Linked DNA regions of Mus musculus: all the other regions are linked to region 2. The links are chromatin contacts, called in public Hi-C maps. All regions are on one chromosome and are shown on one strand. Each heading gives the region's core, a stretch centred on a gene start, on an enhancer-like site or on the middle of the called end of the contact. The rest is flanking DNA. Distances are from core to core; before and after follow the strand shown. Region 1 has its middle 36 kb from the start of Gm35208. Region 2 has its middle 47 kb from the start of Gm34637. Region 3 has its middle 23 kb from the start of Gm40271.

Region 1 (2,951 bases), core at 354-2,853, 400 kb after region 2:
TCTCTGACACCCTTACCCTTTCCTACTAGCTTCTACTTGCTTTTTGTCATCCCCTGTTGTGCTTCCACAGGTCCTATATGTCACTCCATTGGTGATGATGGGAGGCCCTCTTGCAACCTCTTAGAAGTTGATTCTGAAACAGAGATCAGTGTGTGAGGGACTCCCAGGGCTAAGGAACTAGGAATTGAGCATCGCGGCTAGGGAGCTGGGGAGCTGCGTTGGGATGAAGCCACAGCAGAGACTTCAGTCTAGCCTTGCTCTGGGTTCAGACATGGGGTTGGGTCTTCCCTAGACATTGCACAGAAGTTGCTCTGGGAAAGCATCAGTCACAGTGCATGTGGTGTCCTCATTGTGCTGTAAGTCCTTTAAACACTCTGGCTTCTGGGGACTGGTTTCTTCAGTCTGGATAGGGCATGGAGACTATATGTGCCATGGTGACCACCTGTTTAAGGGGCTCCTTTACTCTCTGGCCATGTTTCTTATAGCGGAGAATGTCGATTCCTAAATAAGACACCCTTCACGCTGGACCCTGACCCCTCCACTTATGATGTAGGCAGCTGTCATGCACTCTTGTGTGAAGCAGATCTGTGTTGATCTCTAGCCCCCACACCAGTATACGGCTATAGGAGAAGACACAGAAGTTGGAAGGAAGATGGACAGTCATTTATCCAAGGATGCTTGAGAGATGGATAGATAAAAGGAGCTACAAATGTCCTATAATGTACACTGGGGTACTGACATATGTCCTCAAAGCATGTGGAAGGGGGAGATGGAGCTGACTAAGCTTCTACCAGAAGAGGCCAGCATATCTTTGAGCCTGTTCACTGGCACTGGACCTAACCAAAGGTCCTTATAGTACACACCCATCCTGACCTTGAGAAGAAAGGACATGTATGTGCATGTGTGTCCCTCCCAGGACGGCATGAGACTCACCCAGGGCCCTGAAAGTCTCTGTATAGCTGCACTCATAGTCTTATGGACAATAGTATGAAGGATATTATTATCCAGAGTGAGGGGCTGGCAGTGGAAATATTGCTTCAAGAGCAAATGACAGCTTTCTACCAACTTGAAGTCATTTCCACAAACACAAGAACACCTCCATTCTTTTCAGAGAACCACCACAGCGAGTAGGGGTCCTCTTTTCCTCACGTTTCATATTCATGCATTCAATTAGAAGATATTTTTCTACAATGGCTCAATATTTTAACATTCACTGCCTTCCATTCTTGATGCTTCTCCCTAAATGATACAGCATAGCAGCTAGTTACCATATTAACATATACATTGTATTTGGAATCAGAAGTAATTATGACATTGTTTGTAGGATGTATAGATAGTGTCCTTGGGCTGTATATAAATGCCATATTGTTTGAATAAGACACTTCAGCCCCTATGGATTTTGGTGCCCTGGAGCCAGTTTCCTGGGGATGCCAATAGATGACTGTGTTCTTATAACCTGCATTGTGCAGGTGAGAAGAAGGAAAGAGAAATGAAGAAACTGAACCACACAGCTGAAAAGTGGCAGGGCCTTGTACCACACTGCTGAGAAGCAGTCCTCTTGTGTGCACCAGTCCAGTTTCTCAGTGGGTGTCATCGTTCTAAATTTACAGAGAAGGGGGCAGTTTCAGAGAGAGCCAGCAGTGACTGGAGACAATGAAAACTAAGGAGGTGGTTATGTGCACACTATTTAGTGCCATCTGAAATGGCTTTTAATATAGGACCGGGGCTGTGTGCCAGAGAGGCTCAAGGAGGGAATCATAGAAAGACAACAAGAGAAGGATCACATCCTTCAAGGTTAAAGGGTTTTGTCAGGCAGATGGGTTGAAGGTTGGTGCTCTTCATGTGTAAGTACAGGAGACCAGAAAAGCGGTGTCCTACAAGGACAGAAGTAATGTGTGATGGAAAACAGGAGGATGGGTAGTGGTGGAGGAGGGAAGAGACAGGACAAAGTGACCTTCCTGGCAAGAATATTCCTCCTTCACTTAAAGACCTCAGATGTCATCCTAGGGATCCAGAGAGCCTGACAGGATAGCACCTGCACATTTTGATCTTGGGACAAGAGGGTGGCAGTGCTGAATAGAGAAGGTCAGGTTGGGAGCCTCCCCTCGGCGCCTCCAGCCTGCTGCAAATTTACACGTGACTCTTCTAGGGCAAACTGAAGCTGCTTCCTGCAGATTTAATTCAGTGTCAGCTGCAAAGCTCTATTAACTAAATTGGCCATCAACCTGCGTGTCTGTTCCACATAATGGGGTTTTATACAAAACGAGTTTTTCACTGCGTTAAAAAAGTGTCATGTTTGAATCAAAACTTATTCTATCGCTCAAGCTAATGAAAGCCCCGAACAAGAGCTGATCAATGGGTCCTGAGGTGTTTCCATGGAAACAGGAGCAGAGAGGCAGTGCTCCTAGGTGATGCTGCAGGGTGCTCATTGGCAGGACCCCTCCCCCCATCCAGTCCACCTGAGGTACTGAGACCTGGAGGTGTACACAGAGCAGGGACTCAGACCCAGTATTAGGTTCAGGAGGTCCCTCAGCCTGCTTGGGGCTGATTAAAAGCTGAGTGAAGCTCAGGTGCTGCCATAGTTAAATTCCTATTTGAGGATGTATTTTTAACCTGGCCTTGTGGTAAAGACCCCTAATCCCAGCAAGACCAATAAAACCAGTTACTCAGAAGGCTGAGGCAGGAGGATAGAAAATTCTGAATTTGCCCAGGTTCTAGAATTAGGTCAAGCCCAGGCTGGATAACTCAGTAAGGCCTTGTCCCAGAGTTAAAAGCAAAAATAAGCCGGGCTGCAGCTCAGTGGCGGGGAGCTTGCCCAGCATGCACAAGGCATAACTTTACTCTCCAACACCATCAAAACACAAACAAACAAAAACCGCAAGTATATGATGTTGGAGTTCCCCTGGGCCTTCAGAGTTTCAACTTGAAAGTCTCCCACATGCTGACCACTC
Region 2 (2,995 bases), core at 221-2,720:
ATCTTCAATGAACATGGCAAGGTACCCACAGGATTCCAAGCGATTTACCAACAGCTCCCGCCAACTGCCACAGGGCTGGGTGCCGGCAGCAGAGTAGCACCCTTCTGGACTTCCTCCCTGTGGGCCTTTTCATTTAGCACCTAGGCACACGGGTGTTTCTGCGCAGGACCACCAGACTGAACGGAAGCAAGCAAGTGCATCGTTTGGAACTATTTACATTTTCCTCCAAAACTGTTCTCAACTCCTGTAGTTTAGCTAGGACGGGAACCTCAGTGACGGTCATTGGTGACTCTAAGCATGGAACCATGCACAACCCAAATAGGTCTTCCTGCCCCTGCCCCTGAAGAACCCTGCAAGCAGGTAGAACCCAGAAGCTCAGGCAGAGCAATAGACCCGTGCACCTCCCTGCCCCTGTTCTAACCTAACGTCTAATGCTAAGAGGCAGAGTCGGGATGAAAACTCAGCAGGCAACTAACTCCTAGAACCATGAACTGGAGAGTTTAGAAATCTGTATCTACTCTCCCCTTGTAGAGCAAGGTGCTCCAGACAGCAGAGGGAAGATGCTTACAAGCACAGAAAGCAGGGCGTGCATGGTAATTCTGAGACCAGAGCTCCTTCTTACCTGTCATGTCTAGACTTTATTCAGCTAATGTCCCCAGACAGATAGATGCTGGGTGTACTTCCGGGTTCTTAAAGCCACACATAGCCTATCTCGTTGGAGGCAATTGAGTTTCTCCAACAAAAAGACAAGTCTGAACTTCATCCCACAGGTAATTAGCAGACAGCCCCTGGGACAAAAGCCTGTGGCAACTGAGTCCTCAGTCCATCTAGGTATGACAGCATAAGAGTAGCCCCTTGTATGTGCTTAAGACAGACACCAAATGAACAAAGGCCAGGTGCCCAGAGACAACTCCAAACACACCCCTTCTATGTCTTTTTTCTTGACTGTTTTTTTTTTTCCAACTGAGAACATAAAATAAAAAATATGTCACTGAATCTGAGAATATCTGGGGACCTCCTTGGTTACTTTTCTGATGATGATTTCTATCCCTCAAACAAAAACAAAAAGGGAAGTATGTGGGGGCAGGGGACCCTAGCTGTTTCTGCCTCTGCTTTCCAAAGGAACACATCCCTTACATATTTTAGCTGCCTCGGGACTCAAGTGTGCTTACAGTGGCCCCAGCTCTTAGCTTTTGGAAAGGCATCAGAACCTCTGGATGAAAGAAAGCCATGGCTCCCCACTGGAGCTGCCTAGCAAGTTTGAAGAGCGGTGCCCACAGCCGACAGACAGGGACTACTGATTAGGTTTCCAGCCTGGCATTCAGGGAAGGGAGGATCCAGAGCCAGACGCTAGGCCAAAGGGTGTGTGTGTGTGTGTGTGTGTGTGTGTGTGTGTGTGTGTGTGTGTGTATGAGGAGGGTTGGGAGTGCTGGTGAGGGGACAAGTTGTGACTCCATAGTAAGCTCATCTCCAGAAGGTGGCGCTGTGCTTTAAGACAGGCTAGCCAGAGGGATGAAGCTGCTGCAAGACAGGCTAGGATTTCAGAAAAGAATGTTTAAGAATGCAATGCAGAGCTGGAGAGGCCCTACAGTAGCATTCTAGACTAAGCCTATATCACTAACTGGGAAACACAAGCCCCGAGAAAGAAGAATGCTTTCTACATTTGCACAGACCACGGTGTAGAACTCATTCTTTCAACTCCTCATGTCCTACACCAGCTCTGGGTAAAATTGAAATAAGAGAGTGAGAATGAGAGTGGCCTTGTCACAGAGAAGGTCGGCCTCAAACACTGAGGATCCAAAGAGAAGGAACAAGCTTCCCACGTGGGGAACCTGCCTGAAGAAGGGACCGTTGTCAGTGGTCTTGGAAGCATGATAGTCATGCCTCAGAATTCATGACAGAAAAATAAAATAAAAGCCCTGGGTTCCCCTCCTGGTGACCACTGTGCTACTGGCTATTCACAGCTCATCTCTGAGCCTTGATGACTGCATCAGAATGGGAGGGAAATATCTCCCTCCTAGAATCCTATCTGAGACTATCTAGACTGGCATGTCCAGTACAGTGTAGGAAGGCAGTGAGACATCAGACAGGACCAACTCTTTTTTCCTCCCTGGCTTCACTGTGAGGCGCATTTTCCCAGGGAGTCTCACACATGTGGACTGGGAGTGAGCAGAGCACAGTGGATACAAGTCCCTGCTCTCAGGACAAGAAGCTTCAGTGACAAGGCCATGGGAAGGCAGAGTGAAAGGCTACAGGTTGGGCTCTTGGAGATGCTTCATTCAGTAAAGGGTTTGCAGCAAGGACCGGAGTTTACTCAGTACCCAAGTAAAAAGGACGACTGACTTGGGAGGCATACCTGATCCGAACCCGGGGGAAATGGATCTCCGGGGCTCACCAGTCAGCCCGGCCTGGATGGCCAGTGTTGGGTACTGAGAGGCCATGTCTTAAAAACAAGGTGGATAGTTAGTACCTGAGAAACCACAGCCAAGTGTTCTCTGACTTCTATGCACACACACACATACATACACAGTCACATACACACACATAAACACACAATACACACACACATAGTACACACACACACAAACACACAGTACACAAACATGTGCACACATGCCCATGCGTGACAGGTGCCAGGCAAAGGACTAAACTTAGAGGACAGGCTTTATCCTACAGAGTTAGAAAAACAGAATGACAAGATTGTCACTCCCTCCACCAAGCCCTTCGCTACAGCAGCAAACACCCGCAGACACCTGCACACTCAAGTGCACACACATACATACACTGAGACCTGAAGCAAGTGACGTGACTGCCAAAACACCAGGTCAGACAGCCCGGCTTTCCCAGAGGCTGGTATGCCACAGGGAGCCTTCAGTGGCTGCCTCCCCACTCAGCCAGTTCACGTGCTCTTTTCAACCACTGACTTTCATTCAGGGTCCACAGGAGCAGGAAAGCTTTATCACCATCCTCTCCACACACAAAAGACCAAGCCTTG
Region 3 (3,144 bases), core at 452-2,951, 260 kb after region 2:
CTTTCTTTTGAGTAAGTCCACAGGGCAAAGTGGCAGTACAAACACTTCAGAAGAGACTCCCATAAAGAAATGGGAAAGAATGGGCTGCATTGTGGCAATGTGATTCCTAGCCAGATGTCATGTTTTGGGAAAATAGAAATTTCTGTGTGTGTGTGTGTGTGTGTGTGTGTGTAGATGGAGAGAATGAACAGAGCCAGCCATGATCCTGAATAAATCAGTCTGTCTCTCTGGGTGACAACTCAGATCATAAGAGGTCAGACGAGACAGTTTCTACACTTCTGTTACTGCATGGGAGCCGGGTCCTATAAGCACATTATCACCTGCTCTGCACATCACAGACATTTGTGAACATGCTTAGTCCTCTGACCATCCAAATTATTCATACTTCCTGGCTTTGAGTAGGTCATGGATTTCCCCAGTATTTCCCATAAGAGAGAGTTTGCTTTATCGACCCCATATAGAAAGGTGATTTCCAAATGAATAAAAAGTAAAGCCAAGGAAGAGGGAAAGGAAGGAAAAATCATCTTGGAGCATTCACTATGCATCAAATCTCAGACCCAGAAGTTTCATATCCTACTCCTCCTCACAATACCCTGAGAAACCAAGAGGTGTTATTTTGATTTTTGTTGTAATTTAAAAAAAGGTAACTGAAGATTTCCCTTTGACCTTAGGTCTAGCCTAATTCCAAGTCTGTGTCCCCTCCAGGATATAGTGCAGGAAATCAGGATAGATCTGTAAGCTGAAGACCTGTGTGAGAGTCCTTCTGCTAAAAGTCCCCTACCTGTATACCAGTTCCCACCCAGTAAAGCTCCAAGAAGTCGTTGAATCTGCACTGTCCTAGACAGGCTCATCTTTTGAGCCTTCAGAATGTGGGTTTTGGCTGATGAAAGTGAATTGTTGCAGGGTGAGTTTTTAAAGGTTAGACCCAGCCCTGGTTCCAGCCTGAGCTCACTTGCTTCCGGACTCGCAGCACTAACCAAGTTGCAACTTCATGCTACCTCCACAAGTAGACCCCTTCCATCACCATGCTTCAACTCTGACATGACTGTTTGGGTTTTGTTTGGTTTGGTTTGGTTTGGTTTTGGTTTTTGGTTTTTGATTTTTGGGTTTTTTTGAGACAGGGATTCCCTGTGTAGTCCTGGAACTCACCTGTAGATCAGACTGATCTTAAACTCAGAGATCAGCCTGCCTCCGCCTCCCCAGTGCTTGGGTTAAAGGCATGTGTCACTACCACCCAGCTTTAAATTTTTTGAAATATATCTGTCCTTCCTTAATTTATCTCTATGGGACATTTTAGTCACATGACAAGAAAAGTAACAAAGCGTAATTTGTTTTAACCAAAGGCTCAGTCCTAGAAACACTTGCTGCAAGATGAGGCATAGCTCACTGGTAGAGCACTTGCCTAGTGTGAGGAGCTGAATTTGTAACCTAAAACCTATGTAAAAAGGCCAGGATTAGTGCTATGCCTAATCCCAGCACTGGGGTGCAAACCCCTGGGGTTCACTAGACAGCCCACCTAGACTAATTGGCAAGCTGCCGGCCTGAGGAAAGCTACTGTCTCAAAGTACAGCACGGGGCTGAAGAAATGGATGAGACTTGGGACGTTCCTACGTGGCGTCCTTCCCTCGGCCCTGCAGATGCCATCCAGTCTCGCAGGAATGGCTTACCTCCTGCATTTCCTTCCTGCTCTGCCCGTCGTCCTCTTGGGGAAGAAAACAAAGGCCATCTCTTCCCTGATCGAGGGCCCTCATATCCTGCACTGCTGAGATTAGATGACCTCTCGGGCTGACCTGCTTCGGGTTAAATAAGCCTATTCATCGAACCTTTTCCTTCTCTGAACTATATACAGCCCACCTATCAGTTTCCTGGCTCCTTTCTGGACTCCCAAGGTGAAGAATAGAATTCAGAAAATGTTCCTCTTGTGGAGGCTCTTACAAAGTCTCTCTTCTCTAATTTTCTCCTGGGAAGCCAGGCCTACGCCATGCCCTCTCTTAGGAAAGGAGCAATTAATTGCTCTGTCCTCTCCTTACCTTAGCTTCACCCCGCTCGCTGCACGTACACTGTAACTGAAGAAAGCTTGCCATCATCATTAAGAAGCTAGGGAGCATGTATGAGGATAATCTATTCAGTTTTAGAGACTTGGGCAGGGAGCGTGCTAACGATAGTTCTATATGATTCGTAAACGTCAGACTCAAAAACTGACATAAAAGGGGTGGGGTTAGGCTAGCTTCTGTTTCTAATTAATCTATTACGTCCCCTCTTCGCTGACTCGATTGCTCTCCTCCACTTTGATGACACACACATTTGGAGGACTCTTCCATTAGTCCATAGCACTTGGAGCCGTCATTCTGGGCTCTCTCTTCCAGGTGTAATTTACTGTAATCACCTCGGAAAATGAAAGCCATTTTCCAGAAGCCAAAGAGTACCAGACACTCATTTGTATCCCACATTTCAAGTCCTAGATGACTGCCTGGTTCCCCAGAGGTCAAATGACAGCGGTGCTTGTCATTTTGCTTCAGTCACATGCCAGACTCTTTCAGCAACCTAGTGGCTGCACCGGAAAAGAGAACATTTAATCCTAGCTTTCTTCCCAGGCTCCAGGATGACTGGAAATGCCCACAGTTTTTGCTTTTTTGTTGTTGGTGGGTTTTTGTTGTTGTTGTTGTTGTTTGGTAAGGTTTTGTTTTTGTTTTATTTTAGTTTAGTTTTTGGTTTTATTTTGTTTTTTTTTTGCTACCATCTGATAAATAAAAGTTGACCAGTGTAGCCCATCACCAGGATGGCCACTGACATGGTGTTCTGGCTGGTTTTGTGTCAACTTGACACAAGCTAGAGTTATCACAGAGATAGGAGCTCTAGTTGGGGAAGTGTCTCCAGGAGATCCAGCTGTAAGGCATTTTCTCAATTAGTGATCAAGGGGGAAAGGCCCCTTGTGGGTGGTGCCCATCTCTGGGCTGGTAGTCTTAGGTTCTATAAGAAAGCAAGCTGAGCAAGCCAGGGGAAGCAAGCCAGTAAAGAACATCCCTCCATGGCCTCTGCATCAGCTCCTGCTTCCTGACTTGCCTGAGTTCCAGTCCTGACTTCCTTTGGTGATGAACAACAATGTGGAAAGTGTAAGCTAAATAAACCCTTTCCTCCCCAACT

The links. A called contact is a pair of places that touch in the nucleus more often than the background predicts.
Region 1: a Hi-C map of the N1E-115 cell line shows a contact between it and region 2, with 4 times the contacts expected there. The contact joins two enhancer-like sites. A contact is called at or near these places in 1 of 15 datasets of contacts at CTCF or cohesin (embryonic stem cells), 28 of 484 Hi-C or Micro-C datasets (the N1E-115 cell line, differentiating embryonic stem cells, embryonic stem cells and 3 more) and 4 of 115 datasets of contacts at active chromatin or transcription factors (all in embryonic stem cells).
Region 3: a contact with region 2 is called in a Hi-C map of the N1E-115 cell line, with 6 times the contacts expected there. The contact joins two enhancer-like sites. A contact is called at or near these places in 6 of 484 Hi-C or Micro-C datasets (the N1E-115 cell line, embryonic stem cells, extraembryonic endoderm stem cells and 2 more) and 2 of 115 datasets of contacts at active chromatin or transcription factors (large pre-B cells and oligodendrocyte precursor cells).

The regions. Positions count from the first base shown.
Region 1 is chr12:13,022,273-13,025,223 of GRCm38.p6, forward strand. No RefSeq gene overlaps it. Among named protein-coding and RNA genes, the nearest start is that of Gm35208, 36 kb to the left of the region's middle. Within about 2 kb of position 1,604, at least 9 of the 459 cell types and tissues checked have an H3K27ac peak or open chromatin away from gene starts, as enhancers often do. A contact at or near this core is called in the N1E-115 cell line, where this site is marked.
Region 2 is chr12:12,621,656-12,624,650 of GRCm38.p6, forward strand. No RefSeq gene overlaps it. Among named protein-coding and RNA genes, the nearest start is that of Gm34637, 47 kb to the right of the region's middle. Within about 2 kb of position 1,471, at least 34 of the 459 cell types and tissues checked have an H3K27ac peak or open chromatin away from gene starts, as enhancers often do. A contact at or near this core is called in the N1E-115 cell line, where this site is marked.
Region 3 is chr12:12,884,375-12,887,518 of GRCm38.p6, forward strand. No RefSeq gene overlaps it. Among named protein-coding and RNA genes, the nearest start is that of Gm40271, 23 kb to the right of the region's middle. Within about 2 kb of position 1,702, at least 9 of the 459 cell types and tissues checked have an H3K27ac peak or open chromatin away from gene starts, as enhancers often do. A contact at or near this core is called in the N1E-115 cell line, where this site is marked.